3 separate regions of the Zea mays genome follow, and all the other regions are linked to region 1. A link is a contact called in public Hi-C data. All regions are on one chromosome and are shown on one strand. Each heading gives the region's core, a stretch centred on a gene start, on an enhancer-like site or on the middle of the called end of the contact. The rest is flanking DNA. Distances are from core to core; before and after follow the strand shown. Region 1 holds the start of LOC100285140 (RING-H2 finger protein ATL1I). Region 2 holds the start of LOC100275410. Region 3 holds the start of LOC100276143 (Protein CHAPERONE-LIKE PROTEIN OF POR1 chloroplastic).

Evidence for each region. A called contact is a pair of places that touch in the nucleus more often than the background predicts.
Region 2: a Hi-C map of bundle sheath shows a contact between it and region 1, with 5 times the contacts expected there. The contact joins the promoter of LOC100275410 here to the promoter of LOC100285140 in region 1. A contact is called at or near these places in 14 of 25 Hi-C or Micro-C datasets (bundle sheath, ear, endosperm and 4 more) and 2 of 3 datasets of contacts at active chromatin or transcription factors (leaf and seedling).
Region 3: a Hi-C map of tassel shows a contact between it and region 1, with 2.4 times the contacts expected there. The contact joins the promoter of LOC100276143 here to the promoter of LOC100285140 in region 1. A contact is called at or near these places in 3 of 25 Hi-C or Micro-C datasets (ear, leaf and tassel).

What each region holds. Positions count from the first base shown.
Region 1 is chr7:109,587,150-109,589,851 of Zm-B73-REFERENCE-NAM-5.0, reverse strand. It overlaps LOC100285140 (RING-H2 finger protein ATL1I), which reads left to right and starts at 1,438. Exons shown (of 1, transcript NM_001158034.2): 1 at 1,438-2,159. The coding sequence starts at 1,541. The coding sequence ends at 1,990.
Region 2 is chr7:109,731,328-109,734,027 of Zm-B73-REFERENCE-NAM-5.0, reverse strand. It overlaps LOC100275410, which reads right to left and starts at 1,255. Exons shown (of 3, transcript NM_001149487.2): 1 at 765-1,255; 2 at 540-658; 3 at 87-456. The coding sequence starts at 1,074. The coding sequence ends at 331.
Region 3 is chr7:109,416,615-109,419,314 of Zm-B73-REFERENCE-NAM-5.0, reverse strand. It overlaps LOC100276143 (Protein CHAPERONE-LIKE PROTEIN OF POR1 chloroplastic), which reads right to left and starts at 1,360. Exons shown (of 5, transcript NM_001150000.2): 1 at 1,189-1,360; 2 at 909-1,057; 3 at 1-84. The coding sequence starts at 1,241.

The DNA of each region.
Region 1 (2,702 bases), core at 189-2,688:
AATATATAAGGGGAGGTGTGGACCCGCTTCTAGGCGTCCTCCAACAACTCTCACGAGTTTAGAGGGATAAACATGCGCGGAGATAGAAGCTTAATTCACATGTTCTGATCTAATCGTAGACTGTCCGGGCCTAAGGCAGGCCGGTCCACTCGGGCATGCCCAGTGCCACAAACAGTGCTCAACAGCTTCCTCAACATAAACGATGGTACTCCCTCCGTTTTTAAATATATGACGCCGTTGATTTTTAAAAAAAAACTTTGACCACTTGTCTTATTCGAAAATATAAAATTTCAAGTCACGCTTAAATTACCTCAAGTGATAAAACAAATTATAGCAAAATAAACAATATTTCACATTTTTGTTGAATAAGACGAGCTGTCAAAGTTTTTTAAAAATATTTAAGAATGGAGGTAGTATTTTTTTCTATAAAATAGGTCACGAAAAAAGTTTAGATAGTCTGACTACAAAAAATGAATCTAGAATTCTATTCTTCTCGAGTGCTTCAGTTGATTCATAGGGACCCTGAGACTTTTTTGTCCCGTGGACCAAACAAAACACTCGGAAATTCTAGATAGGAAATTCTAGATAGTGTAAATAAAGTCCACGAGGCTTGTGCATACACAAAACCCAATCAAGATCAAGAGAAAGGTGCGTGGTTAGCATTGCGAGCAACCGCTGCCGCTATCTGTAGGATTCGTTCTGGAAGACAAGACCACCCCTGCTGCTGCGTATGCGTATCCGGCAGCATCACGGTTTGTTGCGGGTTTCCGCATACAGATAAACCAGCAGGTTGCCATCAGCATTGCCATCAACTCCATGCAGATTTCGGGCGCTCCATTCACACAGACGGTGCCGGCACGGGGGAGAGAGAGAGAGAGATAGAGAGAGGGAAGGTCCAGATGTCCAGACGGCGACGGCTCCTTATCCTCTCCAGGTCCGGGCGGGGGCAGGCCTTTCTCTTCGCTGAAACGGCCATGGGCGGTGCCGTTGTGCTGCTGTGCCATCTTTGCAGGACCGTACCCGAGACGAGCGCGAAAGCGTTTTTTGTAATCTCGTGCGACAAGTGGCTGAAAGCCTGAAACTTCAAACTGATCGCACGTCGATCTGCTGCTGTTGTAATATTTCTGCACGCAATAGGACGTACAGTATATTCTTATTTTTTTTAGCTGAGAAAAATGGAAGTGGATACTCTCCTCTGTTTGCGTTGCACCATCTCTCTGCTGCTTTTTTTCTTCACGAGAAAAAAGGATCCGGCGCGTCATCTCCAGACCAAATAGAGATGCAGTAGTTTCCTACAAAAAGCCCAACAAAGTAACAAACCGAAGGGTGCAGTATCTAGACAGCCCATTTTTAGCCCAACTAACAGATTTCACGCTGCGGCGGCCTTGTCACACACACACACGGCCTCTAAAAGTCCAAGCCACAAAAGCTCCAGCCAGCCCAAAGGACACATGCATGGCGCCAGGCGCTAGCGCTGCGCACCGGAGCAGCGGCCACACCGCCTCGCCCTCCCTCCACCGGCACGGCGGCACCTGCGACCATGATCAACAACTCCTCATCACCACCACCGTCACCCGCGCAGCCTCCGACTCCCATCGACCCGTGGGGCGATACATTTCTCTCCCGCCTCTCCGCCGTCGTCCTCCTCCTCGCCTACTCCTCCTGCGCCGCCGTCTGCCTCTACCACACCGCGCGCTTCCTCCTCCAATGCCTCGAGCGCCGCCGCGCCGCGCGGGAGGCGCAGGATCCTAAGCCCCCCTCCCAAGCCGTGGACGGCGCCGGCGCCGGCGCCGTGTGGGCGGAGGCCGACTGCGCCATCTGCCTGTCCGAGCTCGACCCGGAGGGCGGCGAGCGCGTTCGCGTGCTCCCGGCGTGCGGCCACGCATACCACGACGCCTGCGTGCAAGCCTGGCTCGCCACGCGCGCGTCCTGCCCCACCTGCCGCGCGCCCTCCCGGTCCCGGCCGTCACGGACGACCAGAGCGCCGTAGCCAAGCCGGATCAGCAGGCAGCCTACAGCTGCGGTGCTGCCTGACGGCTCTGTCTATGACACGTACAAGAAGCGGCGCCATATAGTTCCGTGGTGTTTGTTTGACTATAGCGGATACAAATGCAAAGTTAACTGCGACTAGTAGACTAGTTCATGTGGAATTAGAGCTCTCATCGATCACTGGCTAGAAGGGTGACTGCACAATCTTGTTTGGTTATACCATTACTTACATGTTTAGATCAGTCGACCAAGATATGACTTGGAACTTGGAAGTGGAGGAGAGGAATGATCAAAACAGGTAGCTGGAGTGGATTTTTATTTGTGCTCAACCTACGTGAGAGAACTTGTTTTTGTAGAATACAAGGAAAATGGACCGAGTTCCATTTGATAATTAAGTTTTGATGTTTGATAATTAATAAAATTAGTTTGACAATCATTATTTGCTACTACCTATGAATATAGTTCAAATGATGTAACATGGATTTGGACCAAGGCAAAGTGACCATCGAGAAGATAGACACATCAAAAAAAAGTCATTAGAAGATTCATTGAAGAAGACATAAAGATCATGCAAGAGTTCAAGGTACAAGATACAAGAAACCAAAACGAAAAGACACTAAGAAACACAGGAAAAACAGGCTATTATGGAGCATCGGACGTTTTCGTTTAAACACCAAATAAAACACGAGCACGAGAACTTAGAAGAGGATAAT
Region 2 (2,700 bases), core at 6-2,505, 140 kb before region 1:
AACTCTTAGGGCCCTCCTCTGGATCGAAGAGCAAGGATTGCATTTTTTTTTCTTCTTCCTTTTTGCTTAGTGTTCATGCTCTGAAATGTTGCAATTGGCAAACCACTCGATTGATCTGAATACGCGGTTTTAGTGTCAGTTTCACCATGCCAAATCACATTGACAGACGAAACAAACTTCCTATTAGTCCTGCCCTGACACTCTGATTTACAGTTTTTTTTTCCATTTCTGGCTAGGCTCAAGCACTCTATACTAACAAGCAAACAGAAATCCCAAAAGAAAAAGAAAGAAAGAGAGCACCGGCCGGATGGCACAGTCCGGTCAGTAGCATTAGCTGGTGGCGGATTCAGAGACGATGCTGCTGCTGCTCTGGCTCGCGGACTCGGAGATGCTCTGCAGCACCGGCCGCCAGTGCCGGCCTCTTCCCCGGTGCCGGTCCTTGTCCTGCTTCCCGTCCTGAAGCCACAGAAGAATCAGTAGCTGCTTGTTGCACCAGGAAATAAAAAGAAAAAAATGGTGTCAGAGAATCGCATACCGACCTGGCTGGAAGAGCTCTGGTGAGCCCCGTCGCCGCGCCGGAGCTGCTCGTGCTGCTGCCTGATGGCCTCGCACCGCTGCATCTTCTCGTTCTTCCTCGCCCGCACCGCCTTCGTCACCTCTGCGCGCGGAGCACGATCGGGTTGAGAATTTCAAGATTGCCCGAGTAAATTGAACCGCGCCATGGGCCTTAAGCCCATGGCCAGGACAGCTGAGTGCTAACAAACCTTGCGCGGTGATGAGGCGGTAGACCTGGCCAAGGAGAAGCGTGTCCTTGGGCTTCAGCAGCTTGACCCTGGTGATCTTGGCCCCACCACTGCCGGGGCCGGAGGACGCCGCGGCGTCCCCGGCGGCGGCGGCGGCGGCGGCGGCGGGCTTGTTATCTGCAGGAACACGGAGTATGACGAGGGCAACGTAGTGTCCCGGGTTGTTCCGCATGACCTCGGCGGCGGTGGTGGACCAGTAGAGCCGGTCGACCTTCCCGCCGGGGTGCTGGATGATGACCGCCGCCGCCTCCGCCGCCTGGCAGTTGCCCATCGCTCCCGTCCGCCCGCGCGCCCCTCTCTCCAGCAGCAGCAGCGTTTGTGGTGGGCTGGGCTCTGGGCTGGTCTGGTGGTTCAGGGAGCCGCGACGGTGGCGGTTTGAGTCGTTGGGAGGAAGAGAACGGAGAGGGAGGCGGTGGTGTTGGAGTGATGGTGGTGCCGTGGTGGAGACGGTGGTCGTGAGTTTGGGGCTTGCAGTTTTTGAGGTGGTGGGGTGTTAAATGTGAGCGAGGGGTGGGTGATGAGGAGCTTTGCTCTTGCAGGGTTTTGGATTTTGGATCCGGGTGGCTGTTGAGGATTCGAATCCGTTATGGCCACGGTAATTCTTGGGCAGACAAAAGTGAATTTCACAGGAAAATATTTCAAGTTTTCAGGTAAATTCCAACTCCCCCACCCCCCCCCCCCCCCCCCCCCCCCCAATTGTCTGGAATTGATTTCAGGCAGATATTATGTACAAGAACCTATAAATTGCTGCCACATTAGTTTTGCACTCAGCTAAAAAGCTTCCGCCGGGAACATCGCGCTGTGTAGAACGAGTCTGAAACTCTGACTCGTGAATGTTTATTACTTTCTGATGTACGTATCAACCTCTGAAAAGATGTCGTAGATTATTGACTGGATTAGATATAATAATAATAATAATACTATACATATTATAGTTATTATGAAAAAGTAGTGATGTTGTATTAGAATATTGGATAAGTAATGTGTCAGCGTTCAAGGTCAGGTGGAGACGGTCGGCCGTAATCCCTGGCCGGTGAGCTTACTTCAAATCTCAACGCACATGCGCACGCACATATGTATTATCCATATAAGTAAAATTTCTGACGTTTATTTTCGTTCTTTGTTCTTTCCGGCGCCCTTGGGCCTTGGCTGCTTTTTTGTGGAGGCTTTCATCACCTTCTCTACAAAGTCATTTTCTGCTCTCTTTTTTCGTGAACCTTGACCGTCACTCTTTCTTTTTTTGCGTTTGCATTCCATGCGTGCCCCCATGCAAACCAAGAAGGGATCTTTTAGGATATCTCTACTGCTTTGAGGGCTTAAATAAAAAACTCTGTCGGACCTTTTTTTCTTAAACATTGAGCTCCTTTGGAATGTAGAAATTTTATAGTAATCATATAGAAATTTCATAGAAAACAATTTATTTTCACAGAAAAAATACATAAAACGGGGAAAATTTCGTATTCCAAAGTAACCCTTAAATTCAGATTTAGTGCCCTACTGGAATTGTTGTGCATATATGATTCTAGCTAAACCCAGTGTAAGGTACCCAAGGTAGTGTTTGGTTGAAGAGCCAGGTAGAACGGAACCGTTCTGTTCCAGTTTTGTTGTTGTTTGGTTACAAAGTAACTAGAACGGAATGGCTCCAATTAGGGAATATTCTCCTCAGATCCGGAACCATTCCGCTCCAAAAAATCAATGGGACGGAGCCGCTCCGTTCCAATCCCGCTCTCACAGTCACGCTCCGTTCCGTTCACTCTGCAACCAAACAAAAAACAGAACCGCTCCGTTCCAGATTACCAAACACAGAACAGAGCGGCTCCGTTCCTAGAATCAGGGATGGAACGACTCCGTTCTACTTGGCTCCTCAACCAAACACTACCTAATATATCTACGATAG
Region 3 (2,700 bases), core at 111-2,610, 170 kb after region 1:
TCTCTTCTTCAGATGCGTCACGATCAACACCAAGAAGCTTGTAGGGATCTCGTATTCGGTATCTAGGGAACACCGGAACATGCTCTGTTGATAACAAATAGAGGGATGGATATGACCTCATGTAAACCAATAGTTTGTACAGAAATAACCCAACAAAGCAACAAATTGTGCGGTCAACCAAGATAGAATCTGAGACTTACAAAAAACAGGCCATTGCAAACAAATAAATTCACACCTATAATGTTGTCACATTAATTGATTGAGGTTTTTAATTTCTATATACATTCGATTTTTAAGTTTCAGGACTAGTCTGTAGCAGCCCCAGCCAGGTTAGTGTTGGTAAAAAAACACGATTTCTAGGTCCACAGAGACCCCACGATTTACGTAGAGCAGCACCATGCATTTATACAAGAGAGAAAACACATTCAAACAGAACTTTTGATCTGAAGGTACATAATGTCAATTTTCTTACTCATAATACGCTTTCGCTAAATACAGGGATCTCCTTCAATCTGTTTATCTCCCTAAATACAGGGATCTCCTGAATACATTCTGTATCTCCAGTATGCCCCACCCTCCCCAAATTTCCTCATCACGATCACATTGAACAATGTACATTGCAGGATTGGCTACCTACTAAAACTAAAAACACATTATCAGTTTGGTAACTGAAGGCCAGTGCACGATCCCACATACTATTCCTTACTTCATGCATCGGCAACCCAAAAGACACATACGTTACCCTACCAAGATTTTATACTCCAAAAGCAACTCAGAAAGACTTCGAAGGAATTAAGGCTATGGATTTAACGTCTAAAGACACATACGTTACCCTGCCAAATTTACACTCCAAAAGCAACTCAAACAGGCTTCGAAGGAATTAAGGCTGTAAATTCAGCGCCTCTTACCGTAGCTGAACTCGTGGTCAGCTTCGGCGCCAGCGCCGGCGCCGGCGCCGATGGAGAGGCTAATGGAGCACCGCGGCCCCCGCAGCCGCAGAGGGAGCGCGATAACGCCCTCACGCACCACCGCCGCATCCGCTCCCCAGCTGCCAATGCTGAATCGAACAAAACCACATCACCTTCAGAGCACGCCACAAACAGGGAATAACACGAGGATTGGGGGGGGGGGGGGGGGGGGGGGGGGGGGGGGGGGGGTAAGAGGAGGGTTTAAGGCAGTCGCGCGCACCGGCGAAGCCGCGGGAGTGGGCGGGCGAGGAAGGAGGCGGCAGTCGCCTGCATCTCCAGCACCTGCGGCGGGGAGAGGGAGGCAGGGAGCGGCGAGGTCGTCTTGCCGCGACGCGGGGAAGGGAGGGAGGAGAAGATTGGATAGGGAGCGACGCGGAGACGGAGACAGGAACCAGGACGAGGAGGCAGGTTGGTGGTCGTGAGGCCGGCCTGTCAGCTTCTCTCTGGGCTTCTTGTGGGCTGGGCTGTGTTGGGTTTACGCTCAGGAACGAGCTGTGTTCTATCTTTTTCTCTTTTCCTCATAATAAATTACAAACCTATAGCATAAACCTTTTATTAGCCTAGTAGTTATAAGAGTCTCATTAGCATCTGAGATCCTAGGTTCAAGTCGGACGTATATAGTGATTTGGTCAATTTTATCTTAAAGATTCATCGGTGCAGTGTTTAAAGATTATATCAACCGAATGAGATTTTTAATTTCTATGTACATTTGTTACCTTAAAGATTGATAGGGAGCAACGAAGGCGGTCCGCGATCGGCGAGCGACCCACGGGAGGAAATCGGCCATCGGCACTGCTTCTGTAGACCAAGCCGCGTACATAGCAGCTCCTTTTTGGGCCAGTATCTTGAGGCAGGGCCGGACAACTCGATCACCCACAGCCGCAGATGAAACATGGTGCGTCGCCAGGGGCGAATCCAGCTTCACTTTTACCATGGTGCACCCCTTAAAAATATACACATGATCTTAAAAATATATGGTCAAAAAAATTTGCTAGTGGAAAATTTTAGTTTACCCTATCAGTGCACCAGGCAAAGTGAATGTGGCGTCGCCCATGTGCGTCGTTGGCCCTCATGATTCTGTTTGTTTGTTGTGATATTGATGTGTTCGTGTGCGCTCGATGTTGATGATCTAAGGCTCTAAGTGAATGGATCCTCCCAATCATTATACTACTATTCTGTTGATTATTGAAAGTCGCCTAGAGAGGGTGAATAAGCAAAACCTATAAATTATAAACTTTGAACGCAAACTTTATCCGGGGTTAGGACTAGAAAGAGTAATAATAAATTCGGAGTGCGAAAGAGAGTTCTTCTTGCTATGAGTTGCTCAATCAATACAGATAACTTTAGGAGCTAACTCAAAGGATTGTGATCAAGAGAATTTTTAGAGAGAGGGGAGAAGAAGAATCAAATCATAAGTGAATGATCAACACAAATGAACACAACGATTTGTTTCCCGAGGTTCGGTTCCAATGAACCTACTCCCCGTTGAGGAGGCTACGAAGCCCGGGTCTTTATCAACCCTTTCCCTCTCTCAATCGATCACGGGTTGAGTGCTTCTTAATCTCAAGGATCACAAAGCCCCCGCAAGTACCACCACACACTTAGGTGTCTCTTGCTAGCTTTACAAGTCACGAGAGAGTTTAGAAGGAGATGAAGAAAGCATGATTAAAAGCCAAGCAACAAGAGCAACAAATCTCTACTACTTATTAAGGCGGTAAGGGGTAGGCTGTCA